Regions from separate parts of the Zea mays genome. Here region 2 is linked to region 1. A link is a contact called in public Hi-C data. All regions are on one chromosome and are shown on one strand. Each heading gives the region's core, a stretch centred on a gene start, on an enhancer-like site or on the middle of the called end of the contact. The rest is flanking DNA. Distances are from core to core; before and after follow the strand shown.

Region 1 (5,088 bases), core at 1,642-4,141:
ATTCGTATTCGTATCTGTACATATCCCATATCCAACCGTTTGCACCCCTAACCATGGACAACCTATAAAATTAAGCCTATATGTGGGTTTGTGGGCCTGCTTGCATCCTTGATCAAAGTTTGCCGAAAGTCAAAGTATCATAAGTTTGACTAAGTTTATAGCAAATAACAACAATATTTATGACATTGAACCAGCATCAATAGGTTCATTATGAAATGCAGTTTCATATGTTAGCTTTTTGATGCGGGATAATTAACTTGGTCAAACTCAGGATAATTTGACTTGGGACAACCAAATACCTTATATTTCAGGACGGAAGCCGTAAAATCCGCATTCTCTACTCCAAGGTTCAAAAAAGCGCTAGGCGACTGCAGGTGATCCAGGTTCATTGCGTGTTTCACGTATGACTGCAGATGGAAGGTATTTGAAAGAAGGGCAGCATGTTGTACCACAGCCCACGGGTGCAACGAGAACAGCCTGCTCATGTGCCTTGCATGTAGGCAGTGACAACCAAGGCAATCCATGCCCATTAGTTTTCAACTAATCACTTCATCTGCTACACTTCTAATCAATAATTAACTCTGCTGTTTCTCGATTTCGATTCACTTTCTTTCATAAGTTCTCTACTAGTAGTTGATGTGTTTGAGACTTTTTTTGAACTTGTGAACTGCTGCTACTGTGCACTGAACTGGTGGTGTTGAGTGTGGTTTGATGCAGCCATACAGTACTGTGAAGTTTGAACTGCTGCTGTCCAAGTATTGAGCGCAGTGGTGACCATTGAGATTTGTGAGATAGTGAGTGCTGCGTGTGAACTTGTGATTTCTGAACATAGGCTGTGATAGTGTGAAATCTAGAATCAATGTCTGTTATGTAACCTTCTGTTTCTGTTGAATTTCGATATTTGTTTGTTTTCTTCTATCTGTATATCCAGTATTCTAAATAGTGGTCTATAGCGCCTCGCACTAGGTGCCACTAGCCCACTACAACACTCATTATACTAAATAGTGTGCTATAGCGGCTGAGCAGGCTTCCACTAAATGTTATAACCCGTTATTTAGAACACTGTGTATATCCCATGTCATCCCTGTTCCGGGCTATCCTGTTCCCGCTCCCATTCCCATTCTTGGTGACTAAATGTGAAGATAGAAATGGTTGAGTGTTTTCCCACTCATTCCCATCCGTGTTCATTCCTACTCCTCGAGGAACTTATGTACAAATGTTTGAAGACACTTGTATTCAGGGTCCTAATCATACAAAATTAGCAGCCCAAACACACAAAATACAAAGGAAACAGCTTGCCTGAACTTAATCGTGTACTGGAAACTCCATCCTACCCATAAAACAAATAATGATTTCACAGACAAAGCCACAAGCTCAATGAGACGAAAAGCCATTTGGCTGAAGCAGGAGAGTACTACAAATCATATGAAGCGCAATATCACTGTGTCAATGATGAACTTAATTGGATTAATTACTGTACCTACCTCAGACATGTCCTAAAATGAGAAAATGAAGGAACTAAGTTAGGGAAGTCAGAAAGGATCAATCCCAACAAATCTGTATATCATATAGTATCTGCACCTCTCAATACTACAACAGCAGATAATCAGAAATGAGCTAACAAGGACCGCTATGATAAACAGGTTTGTTGCAGTACCTTAGCAGTTGCAATTCTCCATCGGTTGCCATTCCACTTATACCGCGGCTTGAGCAATTCCACCACCTTGGTCACCAGCAGTTCCGCCTTCTTGCCAACAATACTGATGTCATACTCACCCTCGCTGACGACCCTATGGACGACTCCCGGTGACCATGCCCCATCACAGTAGGCCTCCACGGCATCACCAGGCTGGAGCTGGAACTCACCCTCCCCCGGTGTATGCTCAAAAGCCGGCCTGATGAACCGCCAATGCAGATACTCGGTGGCCTTCTCCAGCCCGCCCTCCTCCTCCTCCAGATCAAAGTACTCGACGACGTAGCTGAGGTTGTCGATGACGACCTTCACCGTGGCGGGAAACCAGGAGTCCCCGTACACGTCCCGGTTCCTCACCACCTCGACCTTGTCCCCGACCTCGTAGACCCTGACGGTGCGGCTGGGGCGGACAACCATCGCGACCCGGGACGGGATCCAGTCACCGTCAACGTAGTCGCAGCGGGGGCGGACGAGGCCCGACGGGAACTCGATGACCTCACGGGTGACGGGGAACGCGACGGTGACCCCGGCTCCGGCGGCGGACACGACGATGCCCGACCACCACCCCTCGTTGTGGAACGCCTCGACGATGTGGTGGGGGCGGAAGCGCGGCGGCGAAGACGGGAGCGGCGGCCGCGGGCGGATGTGGGACGGCGCGAAGGGCTCCGCGAGGACGCCTTCGTCGTCGGCCTCGGCGAGGAGGTGCACGTACTTGACGGTGTACCGCGCAGGGTGGCGGTAGCCGCGCGCGGGCGCGAAGTCGAGGACGGTGGCCTCGAACCATGAGCCGTAGAAGCCGTCGTCGTCGACGCGGACCTCGACCTCGGTGCCGACAGGTAAGGGCGTGATCGGGTCCAGCGCGGGGAGCGAGCAATGCCGCCGGGGCGACGCGGACAACGACGACGGCAGGGGGCTGCGCGGAGGCGTGCTCCACCTCAGGCTCCGCGAGCGCACGCTCCCGCGGGGGCGGCTGCGCGGCCTCCGTGCGCCGGCGCCCGGTGGCGCATTGGCGGAGGAGGCCACCATTGGGATCGAAGTATCGAACGGGATTCGGGGGTTTGGGGCAGCTGGGGTTTTCGGTTGGGGTCTTGGGGACTCTGCTCTACAGCGTCGGGCTTTTGCGCCCTCGATGCTGGCGTGATGGGCTCGACCGGCGAAGCCGTAGATCTGATTCACCGACGGGTGGGTCACATCGAACGCAACGGAAGGCTGACCCCACGTGTAAGCATGTTCATGTGCTGTTCGTGTTCCGTTCCTGAGCGAGGCTGTGAACGGAGCGGGAGGCCAAGTGGCGCGGTGCCGGACAACTGGCAGGGTAGTGGGACTACCTGCCAGTACCTGTGAAGTTGTGATACTTTTGGATACGTACCCCTAACAAGAATTCGAGGCTTCGGTGATCGAATCGAAAGTCTGAAGACTATAAGGGCACTAGACACCGTTGCACAGTACTTTAATTATAAAACACAACTAAAATGCAACATAATACAATGAGTATGTCTAAAACATGTGTTTTACATATTCATTGTACCAATCAGAGTATTCAATAAATTAAAGTGATCAATCTGCTAGTCTTTTATCTCGAACATAGAGCTAAGACACCGTGTCTTCGTCATGATACATATCTTGCGTTTTTTACGTTCACCCTCTAGACACATTCGAAGACACAACTCAAGACACCCATTATACATGCCCTAATGGTGATGGAGTTTTTGAAGAGATAAAAATGATCAGTTTACCCATCGTCGTCCCTATATTTAAACTCTACTCTACAAATAATGTAGCCTCAATACAAAATATTATTTTAGGTGATAAGTTGTTGGACACTGTTTTAGGCGAAGAATCCTTCCACATTTCTGATGTCGACCAAATTGTAGTCTTTCCTCATTTTTTGCGTATGTTTGGCCTTCTGACTTCCAAATTTCAGGGATTTCCTGTATTATTACCAAATTGAATTCATCCATCTCAATCTCAACTCCATCATGCATATAGCCATCTTCGCCCATCTTTATGAGTCGTATTTGGGTTCCCCCTTTTTTCCCTCTTTTCCACTAGTACTTGTTTTTCCTCTACCTCCAGCCTAACAAGGAGCAGGCCACAATAGTTGGAGTAGTAGTGGTTTAATTGTGTGCTAGCCACCAATATCTTGATCGCCCTTTAAAAACCTCTCACAAAAACTAACACAAACGTTGGTTTTATGTCATAAATCATGCTCCCAAGCTTCTAGAGTTCTTAGGTTAGCGCCCAACTCCTAGTCGATGAGTGAACCGGCGCTAGCTTATATTGATGTTGTTCTGGCAGCAATGAAGAGGACTCAAGATTTTAAGGATCCCCAACTCAGTATTGTTCACGTGGTCTGGAATTGGGTCTAGTGAAGTGTTCCCCCTTGCGCAAAAATGCGAATTACGATGGGGGTATGTGGGAGAGCCAGCCCCTCTCGGTCCATGCAATAGAAGATGATAATGCCAGAAGTCAGGGCGTACCTCCTCCACCAAATCCTCCACTCCATCGACCCTAAAACTTGCTTTACTAAAGCATACTCATTGATAGAGCCTCACCCAAGGTATGCTTTATAATTTTGCCACCCCATCTTGTGTTCTAAGGGGGTGTTTGGTTACACCCCGCTAAATTTTAGCTCATGACCCATCGAATGTTTGAACCTCCGTTCCGGGTATTAAATGTAGTCGGATTATAAAACTAATTTGTCAGCCAAAGATTAAAAGACGAGACGAATTTAGTCCAGTTGGTTGGGTCTATATTTCATACTCCTATTTAAAAGTCAAACGCTTGATGTGACCCGGGCTAAACTTTAGCAGGAGCAACCAAACACCCCCTAAGTTACTCAACTTTTCAGCTTGAGCGTTCGGTATCATATATTTTTGAACAAAGGTAGTATGAGTCAAGGAGTTAGAAAAAAAATGAAGACGTGTCCCTTACTCCAGCTTCGAGCCCTAGACGCCTCAAGCGTGAATGACCTAACTACTTAACTGACACGTGTAATCGATTTTACCTTCGGAAGACTGCACACATACAGAAATTATTTTTCTTTTTTTCCCTCCTGATTCCATACCGAACGTCGGATCCATGATTTGAGGGCTGGTCCATCGAGTGATAGCTTTAAAATTTGTCAGTTTGGAACTGCTGTATTTAACTTCACTTGTTTCCTCCCACAATGCAAATATATTTGTTACCTAAAACATCTAGGTGAATAGGTGATATATGTTCCAGACACTGCTTAGCGTTGTGACACCAAAAGAATTATCTGGATATAGCTTCCGAAATTATAAGGTCGACACAGAATCAGAAATTATAAGGTTGACATATATAGCATCAAGAAACTTATATACATTAGAGTGAATCAAAATATGTAAAACATAATAAAAATGCATAGATGAATT
Region 2 (5,254 bases), core at 2,222-4,721, 320 kb after region 1:
CTTCACCTAAATTCTTGTCTCTCTTCGACTCTACGTCGTCTAGACGTCTTGGGTGGCTTGTCGATACCAAGACAAACCCTAGGATATTTCCTCCCTGACGGGGTTCCTCCCGGGAGCGAGATCCAGGTGTAGTTGGTGAACGTCGCCAACCTTGCGCACGCGTGGACCGTCCGTCCTAGGTCGTGGATCGTCCGCTCTACTGCAGAGAGCACCGCTACACCTTACAGTGATTGACGTCTAGATCGGTGCCAACATTAGGGCCGCTGATTTGTTTTTTTATAAATATTGTTATTCTATTATATAGATTTGATTTAACTTAAGATGTTTTGTTTTTTTAAAAAAAAGTTAAAATGATTTATAGTTTAAGACGGAGGAGGAAGTAGTAGTTTAATTATTAATCGCAGGATCGGCGGCAGGCGACAAAAGGAGGAGGCTGCCGTTCAATTTCCTTGCGTGGTAGGCGACGGAGGAGTAGGCTAGTCGTGGGTGATAGACAGCAGGCGAATCTGCGTGATTGGGCTGCTGGTTTGTCCGTCTCGCATTCGTGCGCGAATCCTCGGCGTGCCGGATGGATCGGAGCTCTGCCTGTACCCAAGGAGACTCGCGCCGCTGTCCGCTTTCGGCTTTCCTGGCCAGCTCGTCGCGGGTGGCGACCCAGACGGTCGGAGGACCATATACAACCACTCGGCGTCCTCAACTCCGATCCTGCACAGCTATATCCGCCTCAACCACAATCTATCCATGTGTGGCGTCGATTCACGCGTGCCCCGGATCGGCTTAGCGCCTACCGTAGGCAGCTGCAGCGAAATGTCCGTGCGTTGTGGCAATCATCACACAATCATATTTAATAGGTGTCTTGCAGAACCATTTATTAAAGGTCTGTTGAAATGTGTTAGATAATGCATTGAACGAAATGGGCTTGAGACTCCTTGAGTTGCACACGGCGGCAACACAACCCTTCGGTGATTGGAGACCCCATAAATTAAAAGTTTTGGGGGGGGGGGGGGACAAGCTATGAGTGTAACTAGGAGAGTATATACTATGTTACCTGCTTCAGAGAAAATCTAGTACTCTAGTCTGTAATATGGCAAGATGACTTTTGTCTTAATCTATCTAGATGATTAATAATGAGATACCGTCCTACAAGGTATTTTTGTACGAACACACCTATATAAGCTGATCGTTGATCGCGGTCTATGAGTTGTGAGTTGATCGTGGTCTATGAGTTGTGAGAATTCTATAAGAAGCTCATGAAAAAAAGACATAGGGGGTATGGCCTATAAGCTCCAACGGAAGAAGTAGCCTAAAAGACCCTAAGTATTAGTTAGATTCTTGAGCGAAACTAGTTTGCACACTACCAATTCAAGTCACAACCACTGAGTAGTTGTGAGCTGATGTAATTCTTGTGATTCTATATCAATGTTAAACTTAATTGTCACCAACATAAAATTGGTATATAAACAACATTTGATGATATTTGGAGAGTCGATCATGTTGTTCTTTCAAGATATTGTGGGGGATTGTTAGAGTTTATTGTCCAATATAATTTCCTTAATAATAATTTCTCTTGAAAGGAAAGAAAGAAACTAGCAGGCTGCTAGACATTGAGAAGTTGATAAGCGGACGAATCAGTTTCCAGTACAACGATGTTAAAAGTTTAGACGAGACGACAACTATATATATATATATATATATATATATATATATATATATATATATATATATATATATATATATATATATATATATATATATATATATATATATATATATAATGCGTGCGTGATTATTCTATTTTTTATTTCCAATCATCATGACAACCCATGGCGTGCCACTCCTAATGACTGGTTTGTTGGATATGAAAATGGATAGGATCCATAGGAACGGATCCCTTATTATTCAAAATTAAATAAATATTAAGAGAATCTCTCTCCCATAGATTCCCTCCATTTCCCGATCCACCAAACTAGCCCTAAGCCTGCGGCTTATTCCAGCATCGTCAACGGCTGAACAGACTTGCCCTCCTGTGCACCGACGACCGCGACCTCCTGCAGATAGTGCTCAACATCCAAAGCGGCCATGCACCCTGCAACATCCACAAGTATACGCTCAGGTGATGAAACCATCAGACGCCAGTTAATTTCCAAGATTCATCTTGTAATTAAGAGACCAACCACCATTCTGACTTACGTTACTACTATTGCAAAACGATAACTAACATATTTGTTGAACATTTTGATTTTCTTCATAAAACAGGTAACTCTTAACTCTTTATAAACAAGGAGTCAAGGATGGATGAAGTAGACACAATCACCATTTGTGCAGCAGAGCAGTTCGATCATCAGAGTTTTGCCGCGTAGAATTTATCATAGTTTCAACACTTCAATTTAAAACATCTCAAATGATCCGGTATATCTTGACTGAATCATGCATAGAGCAGTAGTGTTCACCAGATCCGGCGGCAGTAATGGCCTGGCGATACTTCTTGTCCTGCACGTCGCCAGCAGCGAAGACCCCCTTCACGCTAGTGTGGGTGGAGTCCGGCTTGGTCACCACGTATCCAGAAGGCGAGTCCAGCTGGAGCTGCCCACCGAGGAACTCCGTCGCCGGCGTGTGCCCGATGGCGAAGAAGAGGCCAGCCACCTGGAGATCCTTGACCTCGCCACTCACCAGGTTCTCGACCTTGACGCCAGCCAACAACGGCCGGCCACCGTCCCCGTCCGCGCCGCCGAAGGCCCCGACAACCACCGAGTTCCAGACGACCTGGATCTTGGGGTTCTTGAGCACCATGTCCTGCATGATCTTGGAAGCCCGGAACGTGCTCCGGCGGTGGACGATGTAGACGCGGGAGCCGTACTTGGTCAGGAAGCTGGACTCCTCCATGGCGGAGTCGCCGCCGCCCACGACGGCGAGCGGCCTGTCGCGGAATATCGGGGCCGGGCCGTCGCACACGGCGCAGGCGGAGATGCCGTGGTTCCAGTACGTGTCGGACCCGGGGAAGTCGAGGCGCCGGGCGACGGCTCCTGTGGCCACGATGACGGCGTCGGCGAGCACGGTCGTGGACTTGTCGGAGGCGACGACACGGAAGGGCCGGGCCGAGAGGTCGACGGCGGTGACGGTCTCGGTGAGGATGCGGGTGCCGAAGCGCTGCGACTGGTCGCGGCAGCGCTTCATGAGGTCGCGGCCCATGATGCCCGCGGGGAAGCCCGGGAAGTTCTCCACGACGGTGGTGGTGGTGAGCTGCCCGCCCGCGGCCACGCCGTTGGCCATCCAGCCCTCGAACAGCACGGGCTTGAGGTCCGCGCGGGCCGCGTACATGGCCGCCGTGTGCGCGGCGGGGCCGCTCCCGATGATGCATACGCGCGTGCGGAGCGGCCCATCTGCTGCGGATCCCTCCATGGCTGAGTGCTTGCGTGTCCTGCTTGGCTTTGCGGCGGCGGTCTGTCTGAATTCAGCTCGCACTCGATCGTCGTCTCGTCTGTCTCTTGTAGTAGTCTGCATGGCTGCTGCAGCTTTGGACCGCTGCACCTGCAATACAAATACATACTCTTATGGATAAGAGTATTAGTATATTTTTGAAAGACCTTATATTTTTAATAAAAATATAAAATAACCTTCAGCAAACGATTTTTTATTAAACTAAAAATTTTGTTAAGCCAATGGATATGGTTGTTTTGGATGATTCATAATTTGTTAAGTTATTAAAACTTCAAAAAAAGTTTAGCAATTCTTATGACCATTAATAGATGAAAAAACTAAGCAATCTTTGACGAGGAAAGAATGCGGCATGGACAATCAGATTTGTTATCATGTGCAATGCCATCTTGTATATTTTGGAATTGATCAACTAAAATATCTTAAGTGACATACTAGAGAGCTACGTCACTTCCAAAGTGACATTCTACCTTGTTCTTGACAAATTTGTACACCATATATATATGCTGACACAACCTCTTCAAAATGGCACTAAATTGAAACTACAAGTTAAGAATTAAGGTCAGTTTGAAGGCGACTCTTGTAGTACGTCCAAGCTAGGCCGTCTTTTTCGAGGTGACTAACACTACTAGGCCACTTAACATATTCAGGAAAGAAACAATTTTGGAGGTGTATATATACAATTGGCAGTATGTGTATAATGGAAAGTTCAAATCTACACCAAATTAAATTCCAAATATAAGCTTGACTTCGAAAGCAACTTCTGCTAGTATGTCAAAGTTCTGTCCCTTTCATTGTGACAAGCTCTAGTATGTCACCTATTAGCACATTTTGGAATTCAATTCTAAAGATGTACAAGTTGTGTTACTTTTAACCTCCTCAAAATGGGCTCCTTCACCGTAGCTGCTGTGCGTGCACTGGGCAGTGCGTGCTTGAGCCCCTTTTGGAAGTAAAATATTTTTATAGTTTTTAAGTAATACTATGGTTTTTAGTAGTACCATAGTATTTTATGCTATAAGTCGTTTGGGTGCATTTATGAAAACTATGTTTTTAAAATTATGGTATTCTAGATATCATGATATTTTTGGAGTATTGAAAATTCCACTTCAAACAAAGTTTTTATGGCATGGCTAGCTTTTGTTTAATATTATGGTTTACAATTGTATCTAAATAATGTTTCTCAAAACCATGGTATTTTTTGGAGCTGGCCAAAACTATGGTATTACTATGATAATTACAAAGTATAGTATTGTAAAACCATGGTTTGAGTAACATTGTTGCCAAATAGGTCCTTAATCTAGACACGGCAAGATACTTAATAGCAAGAGATATCATACAAATGCAAGTACCTCTAATTACAATTTACACAAGACTAGTTGTACAAGTAGTCAAGTACAACAAGTAAATGATGGTGATTACAAGAGCAAGTATAGTGAGGAAACAACACGAGACAAGGGATGGCACAAGATATATTCATGAGGAGTGGTTGCTTGCAGGCAACCTACATTGTTTTTGTGGTGAGTTGAAGATAGGTGGTTCACACGCTAATTGACATCACACGTCAAATCCATAATATGGGCAACATAAGAACCACACTACAAAAGCACTATAACCATCCAAGATTTCACTAGAATTGCTCTTCATGAATCTCTCACAAAAATAAGCACAAGAGCTCCTCACAATCAATGACCGAAGCCATCAACAATCACTAAAGCTGATTTATGATCTTCCACTGCCTCCAAGATATCTATGTGGTGATAAGCAGTGTGGCAGAACATTAATTCGACCTTCACGAATTAGTTAGTTTGGTCGTCAACTT

Evidence for each region. Hi-C and Micro-C count contacts between places; a contact is called where the count stands out from the background.
Region 2: a Hi-C map of bundle sheath shows a contact between it and region 1, with 2.1 times the contacts expected there. The contact joins the promoter of LOC100272704 here to the promoter of LOC103654600 in region 1. A contact is called at or near these places in 7 of 25 Hi-C or Micro-C datasets (bundle sheath, ear, endosperm and 2 more).

What each region holds. Positions count from the first base shown.
Region 1 is chr4:217,169,552-217,174,639 of Zm-B73-REFERENCE-NAM-5.0, forward strand. It overlaps LOC103654600 (DUF724 domain-containing protein 2), which reads right to left and starts at 2,892. Exons shown (of 7, transcript XM_008681438.4): 1 at 1,658-2,892. The coding sequence starts at 2,719.
Region 2 is chr4:217,492,008-217,497,261 of Zm-B73-REFERENCE-NAM-5.0, forward strand. It overlaps LOC100272704 (thioredoxin reductase), which reads right to left and starts at 3,472. Exons shown (of 2, transcript NM_001147157.1): 1 at 2,451-3,472; 2 at 1,777-2,086. The coding sequence starts at 3,399. The coding sequence ends at 1,986.